Linked DNA regions of Mus musculus: all the other regions are linked to region 1. Evidence: chromatin contacts called from public HiCAR-type and HiChIP or PLAC-seq data. All regions are on one chromosome and are shown on one strand. The core of a region is the stretch at or near the end of the contact, and the rest is flanking DNA. Distances in the headings are between cores, read along the strand shown. Region 1 overlaps Sulf2 (sulfatase 2). Region 2 overlaps Prex1 (phosphatidylinositol-3,4,5-trisphosphate-dependent Rac exchange factor 1). Region 3 overlaps Prex1 (phosphatidylinositol-3,4,5-trisphosphate-dependent Rac exchange factor 1).

Evidence for each region. HiCAR-type assays count read pairs that join an accessible place to other places. HiChIP or PLAC-seq counts read pairs in DNA pulled down with a chosen protein or histone mark.
Region 2: a contact with region 1 is called in a HiCAR-type map of astrocytes, with 2.7 times the contacts expected there. The contact joins two enhancer-like sites. A contact is called at or near these places in 1 of 15 datasets of contacts at CTCF or cohesin (large pre-B cells), 5 of 484 Hi-C or Micro-C datasets (the G1E-ER4 cell line and bone marrow-derived macrophages), 4 of 115 datasets of contacts at active chromatin or transcription factors (astrocytes, differentiating embryonic stem cells, embryonic stem cells and 1 more) and 1 of 9 other capture datasets (embryonic stem cells).
Region 3: an H3K27ac HiChIP or PLAC-seq map of epiblast stem cells shows a contact between it and region 1, with 8 times the contacts expected there. The contact joins two enhancer-like sites. A contact is called at or near these places in 1 of 15 datasets of contacts at CTCF or cohesin (large pre-B cells), 5 of 484 Hi-C or Micro-C datasets (the G1E-ER4 cell line and embryonic stem cells), 3 of 115 datasets of contacts at active chromatin or transcription factors (embryonic basal ganglia, epiblast stem cells and stem cell-derived neural progenitor cells) and 1 of 9 other capture datasets (embryonic stem cells).

The regions. Positions count from the first base shown.
Region 1 is chr2:166,078,056-166,082,244 of GRCm38.p6, reverse strand. Sulf2 (sulfatase 2) reads left to right here. Exons shown (of 21, transcript NM_028072.5): 12 at 539-767; 13 at 862-958; 14 at 1,354-1,448; 15 at 2,169-2,228; 16 at 2,616-2,785; 17 at 3,066-3,208. Among named protein-coding and RNA genes, the nearest start is that of Gm52534, 40 kb to the left of the region's middle. Within about 2 kb of position 1,949, at least 79 of the 459 cell types and tissues checked have an H3K27ac peak or open chromatin away from gene starts, as enhancers often do. A contact at or near this core is called in astrocytes and epiblast stem cells, where this site is marked.
Region 2 is chr2:166,665,173-166,669,243 of GRCm38.p6, reverse strand. The region is part of intron 1 of Prex1 (phosphatidylinositol-3,4,5-trisphosphate-dependent Rac exchange factor 1); the gene reads left to right. Among named protein-coding and RNA genes, the nearest start is that of Gm50596, 36 kb to the left of the region's middle. Within about 2 kb of position 1,268, at least 71 of the 459 cell types and tissues checked have an H3K27ac peak or open chromatin away from gene starts, as enhancers often do. A contact at or near this core is called in astrocytes, where this site is marked.
Region 3 is chr2:166,682,512-166,686,665 of GRCm38.p6, reverse strand. The region is part of intron 1 of Prex1 (phosphatidylinositol-3,4,5-trisphosphate-dependent Rac exchange factor 1); the gene reads left to right. Among named protein-coding and RNA genes, the nearest start is that of Gm50596, 18 kb to the left of the region's middle. Within about 2 kb of position 2,570, at least 57 of the 459 cell types and tissues checked have an H3K27ac peak or open chromatin away from gene starts, as enhancers often do. A contact at or near this core is called in epiblast stem cells, where this site is marked.

The DNA of each region.
Region 1 (4,189 bases), core at 700-3,199:
GTTCTCAAACCTCCCTCAAATGACCACTCTAATGGTGAGAGCAGCAGACAGACAGCTGAGGGACTGACAAGAAGCCAAGTGGCATGTTTGGGCCTTAATGTCCAAAGAGGTCTAGTTATGACTTGAAGGAAAAGCCATCAGAGCATACTGACCACGTGCTTCCACAGTCCACACTGGCAGATCCCCCTGCTCCCAAAACGCATCTGTGGCCCACACGTGTGGAGGTCGGGTCATCTTGCAGGAGTTAGCTCTCTCCTTCTACCACACGGGCCACGGGGATCAAACTCAGGTGTGGAAGCATCTTTACCTGCAAAACCACCTCACTGGCTCTCCTGACGTTCAAGTTGTTTAGCCTGCCCAGTGTAACGACCTCCCGATGACCCACTTCCGGGGATAGCTCTCCCAAGCCCGCACAGCATGCAACACTGAGACTGGAACTTGGGGTTTTACCCCTGTCTTGATTGAAGGCCCATGGCTGGGGCTCCCTGGACAGCCTGTCCCAGCCTCTCTGACTTATCATCCCTCCTGGCACCCACAGAGTATAAGACCAGCTATGCCCGGAACCGCTCCATCCGTTCCGTGGCCATCGAGGTGGACGGTGAGATATACCACGTAGGCTTGGATACTGTGCCTCAGCCCCGCAACCTTAGCAAGCCGCACTGGCCAGGGGCCCCTGAAGACCAAGATGACAAGGATGGTGGCAGTTTCAGTGGTACTGGTGGCCTTCCAGATTATTCTGCCCCCAATCCCATCAAAGTGACCCATCGGTGAGAGTCTGGCTGGAGGTTGGGGGTAGAGGGACAGGCTGGGCCTCTCTTCTCCCCTCGGGGCCGGCCACTCATGACCCTTTCTCTGGAGCAGGTGCTACATCCTTGAGAATGACACAGTCCAGTGCGACTTGGACCTGTACAAGTCCCTGCAGGCTTGGAAAGACCACAAGCTGCACATCGACCATGAGGTGTGGCCACTGGGGCAGCACAGGCTGGCGGCCAGCATCCACAGGAAGGGCGGGGGGCCTGGTGAGGGGAGAAAGCAAGATTGGTCCCCCAGAATCCATGACCCCATCCCAGAATAGGAATCTGAGTCATGGGGTCTGGAAGCCAGCCAAAGGTCCAGCTCAGAGATGGCTGGCTGGCTGGGGACAGCGCAGCATACTTTATTTAGACCTGTGAGACACCCCCCTATAGAGCTTGCTCTCGCTACAGCCTCCGTAGGCTCTGCTGGCGGTAGGAAGAGTCTGTTCCTTCAGGGAGGCCCCCTTCCACGGGCAGAGCCACAAACGTAGATGTGGCTGTACCCTTCCCACCCGCAGTCACCCTGTGGTTCCTAGGCTTCTCCCATTCCCTCCCTCAGATCGAAACCCTGCAGAACAAAATTAAGAACCTTCGAGAAGTCAGGGGTCACCTGAAGAAGAAGCGACCGGAAGAATGTGACTGCCATAGAATCAGGTGAGAGAGCAGCCCCGGCCCCACTCAAGCCCTGGACACCAGTGCGTCCTGCGGATACACGGGGCCCTCTCAGCACTGGACCCTGTCTGTCAAGATAAGGAGCCAATAACTCTCATCAGGGAAACTCAGGGACCGCCCCCGGGGGCGGGGTCAGGCTGAGCTGTGTTTGGGCAGGCCCCAGCCTTGGGGCACAGGCTTCTGCTCACTGCCTTTGGGAACTGCTGGGCTGCCACTCAGGGTTCTGCCTGCCTGAGAGAACTTCCCACACAGAAAGACATGGAGTCTCTCTGCAGTCACTGTCCAGGGTGGCAGTCACATAACACCTGTGACTGGGGAACCTGGAGCAAGAATTTTCCTTGGTTTAAATTGAAGGAGCCACACAGTTCTGAACACCTTTGCTGACTCGGGCCAGTCTCAAAGCCCCCTTCTAAGCATGAGGTACATGGTATGATACAAATCGGCCTTCAGAGGCCACGGCTGACACCAACTGAAGCCAGGCCCAGCCTCCAGTCCGGGTTAATTATTTCCGTCCTGACCTTGTAAAGTCTGACATGGGGCATCTAAACCAAGCATGGAGCTGGCAACCAGGGGGATACAGTGCCCTCCATCCCACCTAGGAAAGGGTGCAGTGAGCAAGAGCAGTGAACCCCGCTGCATGCCTGCCAGAGTATCCTGCAAAGCTCTGACTCTTGGGGACTGGGGTGGGGGGGTCTGTTGCAGTTACCACAGCCAACACAAAGGCCGTCTCAAGCACAAAGGCTCCAGCCTGCACCCTTTCAGGTAAGGGTAGGGATAGGCCAAAGGGGTAAGGTGCCATGCCTACCTGTCTGTAGCTAAAACACACAAGGCACATTCAGGCTGGGCTGGGTTTTCCCTGGGAGGTGAGGTCTACGCAGTCCTTGGAGGGGCCCCAGGTTCATACAAAGACTGGTTAGATATGGTACTGTAGCCACACTAAGCACTGGACACCCATTTCTGCCGCTGGTGGGTGGGGCTGAAGGAGGCCAGAGGAGGAGAAAGGCCCTGGGGTCTGGCCCTAGCTGTGGCCTGGACAACAGAGGGACTTAGAGCCCTTGATGACGCTGCCCAACCACTGGGGCGAACCACAAGGCTGAGGTCATTGAACCCTCAGAGGTCCTAAGCGTGTGTGGTCCCCTGTGCCCTCAGGAAGGGTCTGCAGGAGAAGGACAAGGTGTGGCTGCTGCGGGAGCAGAAACGCAAGAAGAAACTGCGCAAGCTGCTCAAACGGCTGCAGAACAACGATACGTGCAGCATGCCCGGCCTCACGTGCTTTACCCACGACAACCACCACTGGCAGACGGCGCCACTCTGGACGCGTGAGCAAATGGGCAGGCAGGGCATGGGAGGCCTGTGTGTGGGCAAGCAGAGGCAGGCAGGGGACAGGGGAGTTGTGTGCATGAGCAAGCAGGGACAGGCAGAGAATGGGAGGCCTGTGCATGGCCACCTACCTTTCCCTGGCTTCAGAGGGCCAAACTGCTAGAGGTGTCTTAGAAACCTGTGCTTGTCACTTGGCATTTGAGAGCCTGTCTCGGGGAGGCTGTCTGACCGACTGTCTCTCTGCGGGCACACTCAGGACATTCACTCTTCCTTCCACAGTGGGGCCGTTCTGCGCCTGCACCAGCGCCAACAACAACACGTACTGGTGCTTGAGGACCATAAATGAGACCCACAACTTCCTCTTCTGCGAATTTGCAACCGGCTTCATAGAATACTTTGACCTCAGTACAGACCCCTACCAGGTACAGGCATGGTCAGGGAGACAGGGAGACAGGCGTGTGAGACACAGGCATACAGCTGCAGAAGAGAAGCCCCTCACGGCCCCTAAGCCTGGAAGACTGAGTTCTGAGGCCACTTGGAGTCTGGGACTCTGTGTTGTCCACATGCGTCTCCCTCCATTGCCCTGTGTCCGATCTACAGTCCAGTTCTTCCCTCCCCCTCAGGCAGACTGCCTACAGAGCTCAGCAGGTACTTCTGTGGACCCTTGATCAGTAGAGCTACAGGATCAGGCCACGTTCTGGACTCTCTAGGCTGCCATGGAGAGTACAGACAAGCAACCCTAACATTTACCCAGCATGCACCCAAGACAAGCTCTGTGCGGAGTCTCCCTCCTTTGGACACACCTCAGCACAGGTGTGACTGCAGTGGCTCAGAGCCGCACAAGACAACCACAAGCAGCAAAGCTCCTAAAACCAGAACCCTGCTCCTTAGCCATTCTGGAAGGTGACCTTGGTAATGACCAACCACTCAACCTCATTCAAAAAGCCCGACACAGCTCCATACACTGTGACTTCAATATGTCAGCAGCCATGGCGCAAGTAGCCAGAGACCGCCAGTTTTCCTTCTCTGACACTTTAGCCCATACTTTACCAAAGAGGGTGGCAGACATCGTCAGTTAGTAACCATCAGTAGTGCCAGACTAGGCAAAGCCCCAAGGTCCCTGGCCCACCTCCATACCAAGTTCCTCCATCAAGAGGAACAAAAAGGTCAAACCTAAGGTAGACCTGCGGAACCCGGCTATGCAAGATACCCAATGGGGGGCTGGCGAGATGGCTCAGCGGGTAAGAGCACTGACTGCTCTTCCCAAGGTCCTGAATTCAAGTCCCAGCAACTACATGGTAGCTCACAACCACCGTAATGAGATCTGACGCCCTCTTCTGGCGAGTCTGAAGACAGCTACAGTGTACTTATATAGAATAATAAATAGATCTTTGGGCCGGACC
Region 2 (4,071 bases), core at 19-2,518, 590 kb before region 1:
GGGGGGGCTTGAGGTCTGGGTGGGAGGGGGCCCAGTGAGGCCTTCACCTTGAGGAAGAGAGCTGAGGGCCTGAGAGCAGCTGGTTCTCTGGCTGTCATCAGTGGTGGTTAGGAGATTTAATGCTGATTAGTGTCTCTTGGGGAATGCATGATTTCTCTGATAACACTGCAGGAGTGCTGGAGGCACCCTAATGTGGAGTTGCCCTTCACAGGGCCTTGATAAGAGTTATTTCATGAAGGCCTCTTCTTTTTATCACATGTGTCTGTCCATCCATCCATCCATCCATCCACCTATCCATCCAGGGGTGTGTGTGTGTTTGTATGCCGCACATTGTTGGCTTGTGTGGGGGGAAGTCAGAGAATAGCTTCTACCACTGGGTTCAGGGATCAAACTCAGGTTGTGGGTTTGGCAGCAAGCGTCTTTCCCCTCTGGGCCATCTCACTGGCCCCTAGTGAGGGCTCTGATGGTCACCTCTTCAAGGGCTTTTATTTTTTGTCTTTATTTTTTTCTCGTCAAGAGCAGCAAATGCTCTTAACCGCTGAGCCATCTGTTCATCCCTCACAACTTCTTTTGGAAGTGGCCTATAGGAGTTTGGGAAGCCAGACTCATGGGATGGAGGCATTCTCAGCTGGGTACATCGTCGCTACCCCCTCTTCAGTCCCGTGCCACCGCCTCCCCTGGGTTCTTTCCACCCGTGTCAAGCACATGCCTGGATTCTGTGTTCATTTGTGGAGGACACGGGTTTGCAAAAGGCAGGGGCAGTGGCTAGCGACGTCGCCTCCTTCCTGCTGAGGTATCTTCAAGGTAGCCAGGCTCAGCCAGCTTTCCCAGCAAATGTGACTTTGATTCACCGAAAGCTCTTGAAATTCTGTCAGCTGGAAGGAGCGCTGGCAGCGACATAGCGTTTTTTTTTTTTTTTTTGTCACCACATTCATGGGCAGCCTGTTCGCTGATGTCTTCCACAGACCTGCTGGGAAAGTGGACCACTGCGATTTTATTGGCAGCACCTTGCAGAAACTCGATCCTCAGCCGCCACTTGTAGTCTGTGCAGAGCCACTGGCTCCTAAAGTGTTTTTACAGCAGGTCCCCGGCACCCTGATTAACATAGGAACAAGCTGATAAGTTCTGCAATTTGAGAGCCACCAGGGTAGGTATGGCTTGTGTTGGATAAAGTGTGAGCAGTTTTCACAGTGCCATCCAGGGCGCTTGCAGAGCCCGAGCTGGTGCCTGTGAGTTGGGCTCTGTGGTGGATGCCAAGCATTGTCTTTCCAGTCACATGCCTGCCCCAGACAGCTCACTGAGGATGGAGTTTGTCACTCTGGAGGAAGGTCTGAGTCAGCCAGAGCGTTTGCTCCAAAGAGTGCCTGAGCTCCTGGTGTTTCTTTTATTCTTGGATGAAGGGTGTTTTTCGTGAGGGATGGGGGTGGGGGGCACTGGACTATGGAAGAACATGGCAGCCTTATTGTAACAGTCCAGAACTTACTAACCGGTCTGATTCATCCCTCCCTAGCTCCCTGTCCCCCCTCTCCCCCTCTGCCTTGTTTTGAGACAAGGTGTTGGGTAGGTCCTGTGATGGCCTCTGACTTCCCTTTCAGCCAGTACTCAGCATCCCTTCCTCCCTGGCCTGCTCCTGCCTGCACAGGTAACTCCTTCCTTGCCCTTGCTCACACCAGGGATTTGGGGTCGCTCTGGCTGCTTTCTCCCCAGCATCCCAGCTAGACCCCAATCTTGTCCCAGACACCTCTGCCTTCGAACCTTCCCTATACCTTGTTTAACGGGAATGAATTGGCCTTGTGTGCTCTTCTGTGTCTTCGGCATTCCCCGCCCCCACGAGCCCTCTGACCCCAGGGCTCTTGGGCCTGCTCAGGGTTCTCCTCTCATGTCCCTTCTGTGTTTGTTAGGCACACCTTGAGCTTTTCCTGCCCTAGTGCAGTACCAGCTCATCCCCAAGGGACTTAGCACCCAAGGTCAGGTGACCTGTGTGCTTGTGGCTCACTGAGTGCCCTGCATAGAGGGCTCCTTGTACTCACTTCATCTTCCCTTCAAGTTGTAGCTCTGTTTGGAAAAGCCCAGAGTGAGGTATGTTAAACAGATTTAACATTTAGAATTTGAAAATAGTAAAGATGGATGTTTTGGGTTAAGTGTGTGTGTGTGTGTGTGTGTGTGTGTGTGTGTGTGTACATGTATGGTGTGTATGCACATTACGTCACATGTGTGGAGTTCTTTCCCACCGCAGCCCACGTAGAGAGCAACTCTATCCTCCACAGACCTTCTGTGGCCTCTGAGGAGCCATGCTTTCAGGTCTGTTCCTCCTCCACAGCCACTCACTCATCTATTTCCCATGGCCCATAGTTTTGTCTTTTCTAGAAAATTAAAAATATATGCTTCACTGTAGACAATGTCGTGGGGACATAAAGGAGGCTGTGCACTGCACACAGGGGACTCACATGGTATACAGCTTTCTGAGTCCCAGCAGGTAGCACTTGGGGTTCAGCCGGGGTCTCCGTGTGTCAAGTGTGTTCCTTTTAGAGCTTACACCATCCCACGGTTCAACATTCACCCAAGGACACAGAGTCCCTCCTCATTGGCTGACCTGGACATCCGCTGTTAAGAGTGTATGCACTGTTTGCTTGTGAACATGAGTTCTCGTGTATCCAGAATAGACACCAGGAGTGGCGTTGTTAGGCTGTGTGGGCTCTGAGTGCTTAGCAGCGTGTGAAGTTGCAGGCGGCTTTGCAAAGGCGCCGGGTCACTTAAATTTCTCACCAGTGGGATCTGAGAGATTGGTGGTTCACATCCCTGACAACACTTGGTATTGTCGATTTGCCTTTTAAGCCATTCTGGCAGATGTACGTACATACGTGTGGAAGTGGCAGGTTGTGGTTTTCCTCAGCCTCTCCCTCACTGATGGCGCTGGATAGCTTTTCCTGTGCCTTCCTTCCACTCGTATATCTTCTTTGCACAGCTGTGTGTTCAAGGTTGACTTTTTATGATTTTCATGTTTCTGCTTATGTAGAACCTCTGGGCCTGATACTCACAGCCGGTGTCGTCTTGAGACCAGAGTAGCCGGGGCTGGTGAACTGGCTCAGTGGACAGAGGCGCTTGTCTCTAAGCCTTGTGACTGGAGTTGAAGCCCCAAGCTTCTGCCAGCTGTCCCCTGACTTCCACAGGAGCATCATTGCAGGCATTGCAGGCATGCTCCCTCCAAATGAAACTAATCAGCAAGATAAAAAAGTTACACTAGCCGTGTGACCCCCTGGATAAGGCCATCATGAGATCAGAGAGGGTCCTCAAACCCACCTCCAAGATTCTAGCTGTGGTTCCCTCCCCCTCTGCTGCTGCACATGATCTTGGGGTGCTACAATGCACAGAGAAGAGAGAGTGGTTGGGATGGGGACTCCTGTGGTCTAGTTTGTGTGAGTCACCATGCCGGCTGGGGTGGGGTTTTAGTATCCTCTGGCTGCTCAGGAGTCACCCGTGCTCTTGGAAGGAACCCTGATAAGGCCATTGGTTCACCAAGCTGGGCTTGGGATGGGAGGGGTTTCTTTGGTCTGTGGCTGCCTATCTGGAGTGATAGACATTTCTGTGTGAATCCCCAGGAGTCACATGAGAAACTAGTTTAAAGGTTGGTTTGCTTGGTTTCTTTTTTGGGGTTAGGGTTATAGCCTGGGCACACTTCCCTTGCCAGAATGTCATTCATACATAGTCCCCAAGCCCTCGCTTGTTTGTCCATTGTCTTACTGGGCCTTTCGCAGAACAGAACATGGCTTCTGTGCTGATTTAGCGCTTGTCTTCCTCTGTGCTTTTGAGCGTCAATTATAAGTGATGTTGATGTCACTTTGCTTAACCTCAAGCCAAAAGGTATTTTCCCCTTGTTTTCTCCCTCAAGTTTCATAGTTTTGAGATTTGTATTTAAATGTGTGTATGTATTGTGTGTGTGTATGTGTGTGTATGTATTGTGTGTATGTGTGAGTATGTATGTATGCAGTGTGAGCATATATTGTGTGCCATGTGTATGTGTGTAGTGGGTGTGGGGTATGTGTACATGTGTGTGCTGTATGTACATGTATT
Region 3 (4,154 bases), core at 1,321-3,820, 600 kb before region 1:
GATTCTCCTGGCCATTGTCACTTGTCCCCTTCCCAGGTCAGACAGAGGCAATCCATGGGGTGTGTGTTTCATCCAGAGGAGAGATAGTGGACATGTAGGTTATGACACTTTGGGGTGTCTGATGACATCCTAATGTTTGAACACCTGGGTATCTGAGCCTGTTTGCAGAAATCCCGACTCAGTCTTTAAATAAACGAAGGCTTTGTGTGTTTGCTTGACTCATGCTTGGGCTTCAGGCACAGCTGGATCAAGGAGCTCCTTTGCCTGCTTCCTGAGTTCCTCCATTGTAGAACCCTTGTGGGGAGGAGCCCTGCTCTGATTGACCAGACTGGGCCATGGACTTCCTCCCCAAACGCCTCCCAAATGGCTTGTACCAGGATAGTACTTAAGGTTCAACTTTGAGAAACTGGAAACGGGGGGGGGGGGGGGGTGGGGGGTGGGGTGGGGTGGGGTGGGGTGGGGTGGGAGGGTGGGGGGGAGGGAAGGGGCTTGGAATGGGTAGAGTCGCTGATGGGAGTGGAGCCTGTGAGCTCTGATGACAGGCAGCGCTGCCTGTCCCCACACCTACCTCCTGTCTTATAAGCACCCCAGTCTTGTTGGGTCCCCTTCCTTTATCACGATGGGGCTCCAGATGGCTTGTCTGTCGCTCCGTAGCTGTCAGTGCGTGTCTCCCTCTCCCTCCCCTTCTGCATATGTTGCCTCTGGGCCTCTTGGATCTTGTTTCAGGGCTCAGAGCGTATGCTCAGGGGCCACTGGCTGATCTGATCCTCTCTCTTTCTGCCAGGTAAAGGAACTGTTCGGTGAAAGTGTGATCTCTTAGGCTTGCTGAGCCTTTTGGGTCCCAGGATGCTCTGAATTAGCCACGCCCGTCCTTCTTAACTTGTGGTCCAAACTGGGACACCTCAGTTTTACTGTCTGTACTAGTGTGACTTCTTCTTCTTCTTCTTTTTTTTTAAAAGACATTTATTTTTATATGCATACACTGTATGCTGTCTTCAGACACACCAGAAGTTATCGGATCCCGTTACAGATGGTTGTGAGCCACCATGTGGTTGCTGGGATTTGAACTCAGGACCTCTGGAAGAGCAGTCAGTGCTCTTAACCACTGAGCCATCTTGCCAGCCCCTTAGTGTGGGTTCTTGACCACCTAAGGCCAGATGAGATGCCACTCACTGGTCTGTGACACACTGCTGTTCTCAGGGAAGGCCCCCTTGGTTCTCTCCCTTCCTTAGCCTGTCAGAGCCTGGGTGACACCTCAGGATGCCTGTCTTCTCTCAGGGCCCTGTCACAGAGAGGCCTGGTGATCCGTGTTTTAACTGCAGCAACCTTGGTTTCTGTGTCCTGATTTTAAAACTCAAGAGTTCCACATGTTGGGCAGCAGAGCTGGCTCAGGGGGCTAAGTAAGAGTGCTCGCTATGTTAGCCTGGGGACCTGCGTTCGAGTCCCCCCACACCCACATAAAAAGCCAGGCATAGCTGTACATGTCTCCGAAACCCTGGTACTGTGAGGGTTAGAGATGGGGTTGCTGTAACTCGTTGGCTGCCAGCCTAACTTCAGGTTCAGTGAGAGACCCTGTCTTGACAAGTTTGGATTTGGGTCTAGCCTTAGGAAGCTGTGTGACTCAGAGCAGATTACTAAGCCTCTCTGTGCCTTGGTTTCTCTACCCATAAATGGGGGAGAGACAGGTGTTCTCAGCTCCAGGGGTCACTGGGTGGTTTCCATAAGATGATGACATGAGGGTTTGAGGGATAGTTCTATTCTAGTTGCCCTGGTCACATTCTTTAGTCCTTATTTCCATCCCACTGTTGGCTAGACCCCTGAGTCAGGCAGGTTCCTCCTCTACCACATCAAAGCAGCTCTCTCCCACCTGTCTCTTTTTGTGGCACTTGGTCCAGATGCAGATTAGAGGGAGGCGTTGTCCACCACTGGAGGTGACCGGCAGGAGCGAGGGCTCAGCAAGTATAGCCCAGGGCGAGCCCCCACCTCCCCAGAGGATTAGACAAGCCCCACCTCCCCCACCCCTCTCCACCTCTCTGTAGCTCCACCCAAGGGTGCATGGGGTGCCAGAGCCCCCTCTGTATTTGGGTACATGTGGGAAAGGAGTGGTCCTTAGAATAAAAAGCTTCCGTTTGGAGCAGGTGACACTATGTGCAGACACCTGGGCAGGACAACTGCAGCTCAGCGTGTCTCCTGTGGTCTGCAGGAGTACAGGGCTCAGGCATACAGGGCAGAGGACCTCACCTCTCTCTGCTTTGTCATTGCTGTGTGATATGAGGTAGCTCCATGCCTGTGACCCTAACTGGGGTTCTTGAGAAATACAGGAAATACTATAGATAGGGCAGTGATCGCTTGCCACAGGGACACACCTATTTGCTGCAGTTTCAGGGTCCTGTAAGGAGCGGAGGAGGTTCCTAGTCAGTCCCCGAAAACAAAGAGATGTTTCCATTTCCCCAATCCTGGCAAATGTTTATGGATCACCTGCTGGGAGCCCCTGCTCTCCCAGGTGCTTGCTGGAGATTGTAGCCTAGGAGTCTGTTTTGACCCCTCACTCTCTACAGATGCTCCGCCCCCCATAGGCCCCACCTCCGAGGACACGTGGTCAGGCCGGAAAGGCTTGAATCTGAGATGAGGCAAGTGATTTGGCCAGCAGTTCAGGGCCCGCTACGGAGACGAGCAGGACTTCTGGCAGGGTGGGTGGGGGTGGGGAGTAGGGAATAGGGGTGAGAACAGATGCTTATGAGATGAGGGCTTTAAGCGGGCAGAAGTTTGTGTGTGTGTGGGTCTATCCTGTGCTTCTCTGGGTCCCGTGGGTCAATTGAGGCTGAGCTAGAAAAGCAGTAAGAGGTGCTGTATACGGCTGGTGGCAGCCTGGACCAGGAGGTGTCCTAGTGAAGCAAAACTGGTCTCCTGGGATTGGAAGGGAAAGGAGGGGGGCGTGATGAGGCATCTCAGTGTCGAGGAGTCACCCGGGGGACTTCGTGAACAAGATGGAGACTTCTAGGACGTGTGCAGAGGGCTTAACCTCCTGGAGGTGGGAAACCTGGGAGTCGGGGTGGAGGAGCATCCTTGAAGGATGGGACGTTTTCTCAGCCCTGTTAGGCCACCAGGCACTGCCCTAAGTGCTGCTCTGAGATGAGCAAGAGGTGATCCAAGGCTTGGCCACCTGCTGAGGCGGGAACTAGAAGCTGGCCTAGGGAAGGCAAAGCCAGGCAGGCAAGAGATGCTGATGCTCTGAGCCTGGGTTCTGCTGCCAGGCAGGATGTAGTTTTCCCTGGGAGTCAGTGGGGCAACAGAAAGGCATGGGAGGTCAGAGCAGAGGCTGCCATTGAGTCACCTTTGAGCAGGGGTGGGGAGGACAGGAGCAGCCTGGCTGGCTAGGTGAGAAAACAGTCTGGGGACCTACGTGGGTTTTTGGGATTGCTGTTTTCTCATCTCTAGGCAGAAATCCCTGGGAAGACCACAGAGGGGCTGGGAACAGAGGCCACGCTGTGCCACTCTTTTTGGGGGGATGGGGCTGGGAGAGGGAGCTAGGTCAGCTGTGTGAGCTACTTAATACCCATGAACTTGCAATTAAATGCGGAAGTAGGAGACAAGAAGGGTGGTAAAAGGGAATATTGTTCCCAGCTCCCTGGGGAAATGGCCAGCCTCCAATGTGAATGGGCTTCAGTGTCTTGGGGGGCTGGGGTCCCCCCTCTGCTCGTCATTTGGCTCTTTGTCCTGCTGTGTTGGATCCAACCACAAAGGCCAGCTTGATTCTCACTTGCTGCTTTCTTGGGGAGCAGTAGGGGGCTTTGCCTCCAGCAGAGAGCTCTCTCTGGGAAAGGGAGGTGATGGAATTTGGGGACCATCCATATATATGCGGTCCACTATGATCAACGTGCTAGCTCCCTTGCCATCCACAGCATTTAAATGCTTGGCTCCTTCAGCAAAGTCTTATGTGTAAAACATACAGTGTTAAGTCAGGCTTGTGGACTTGCGTGTGATATGATGTCTGTGTAACTAGTTCCCATTTTCCAGAGGGAGGGCCACCAGCACCCACAGGCTGGCCCTTCTCTTTGTTACTACCACATACCCACAATTCTGATTTGTTGTTTCAAGACAGCATCATCTCATGTAGCCTAGGTTGACCTTGGGTTCACTAGGTAGCTCATGAT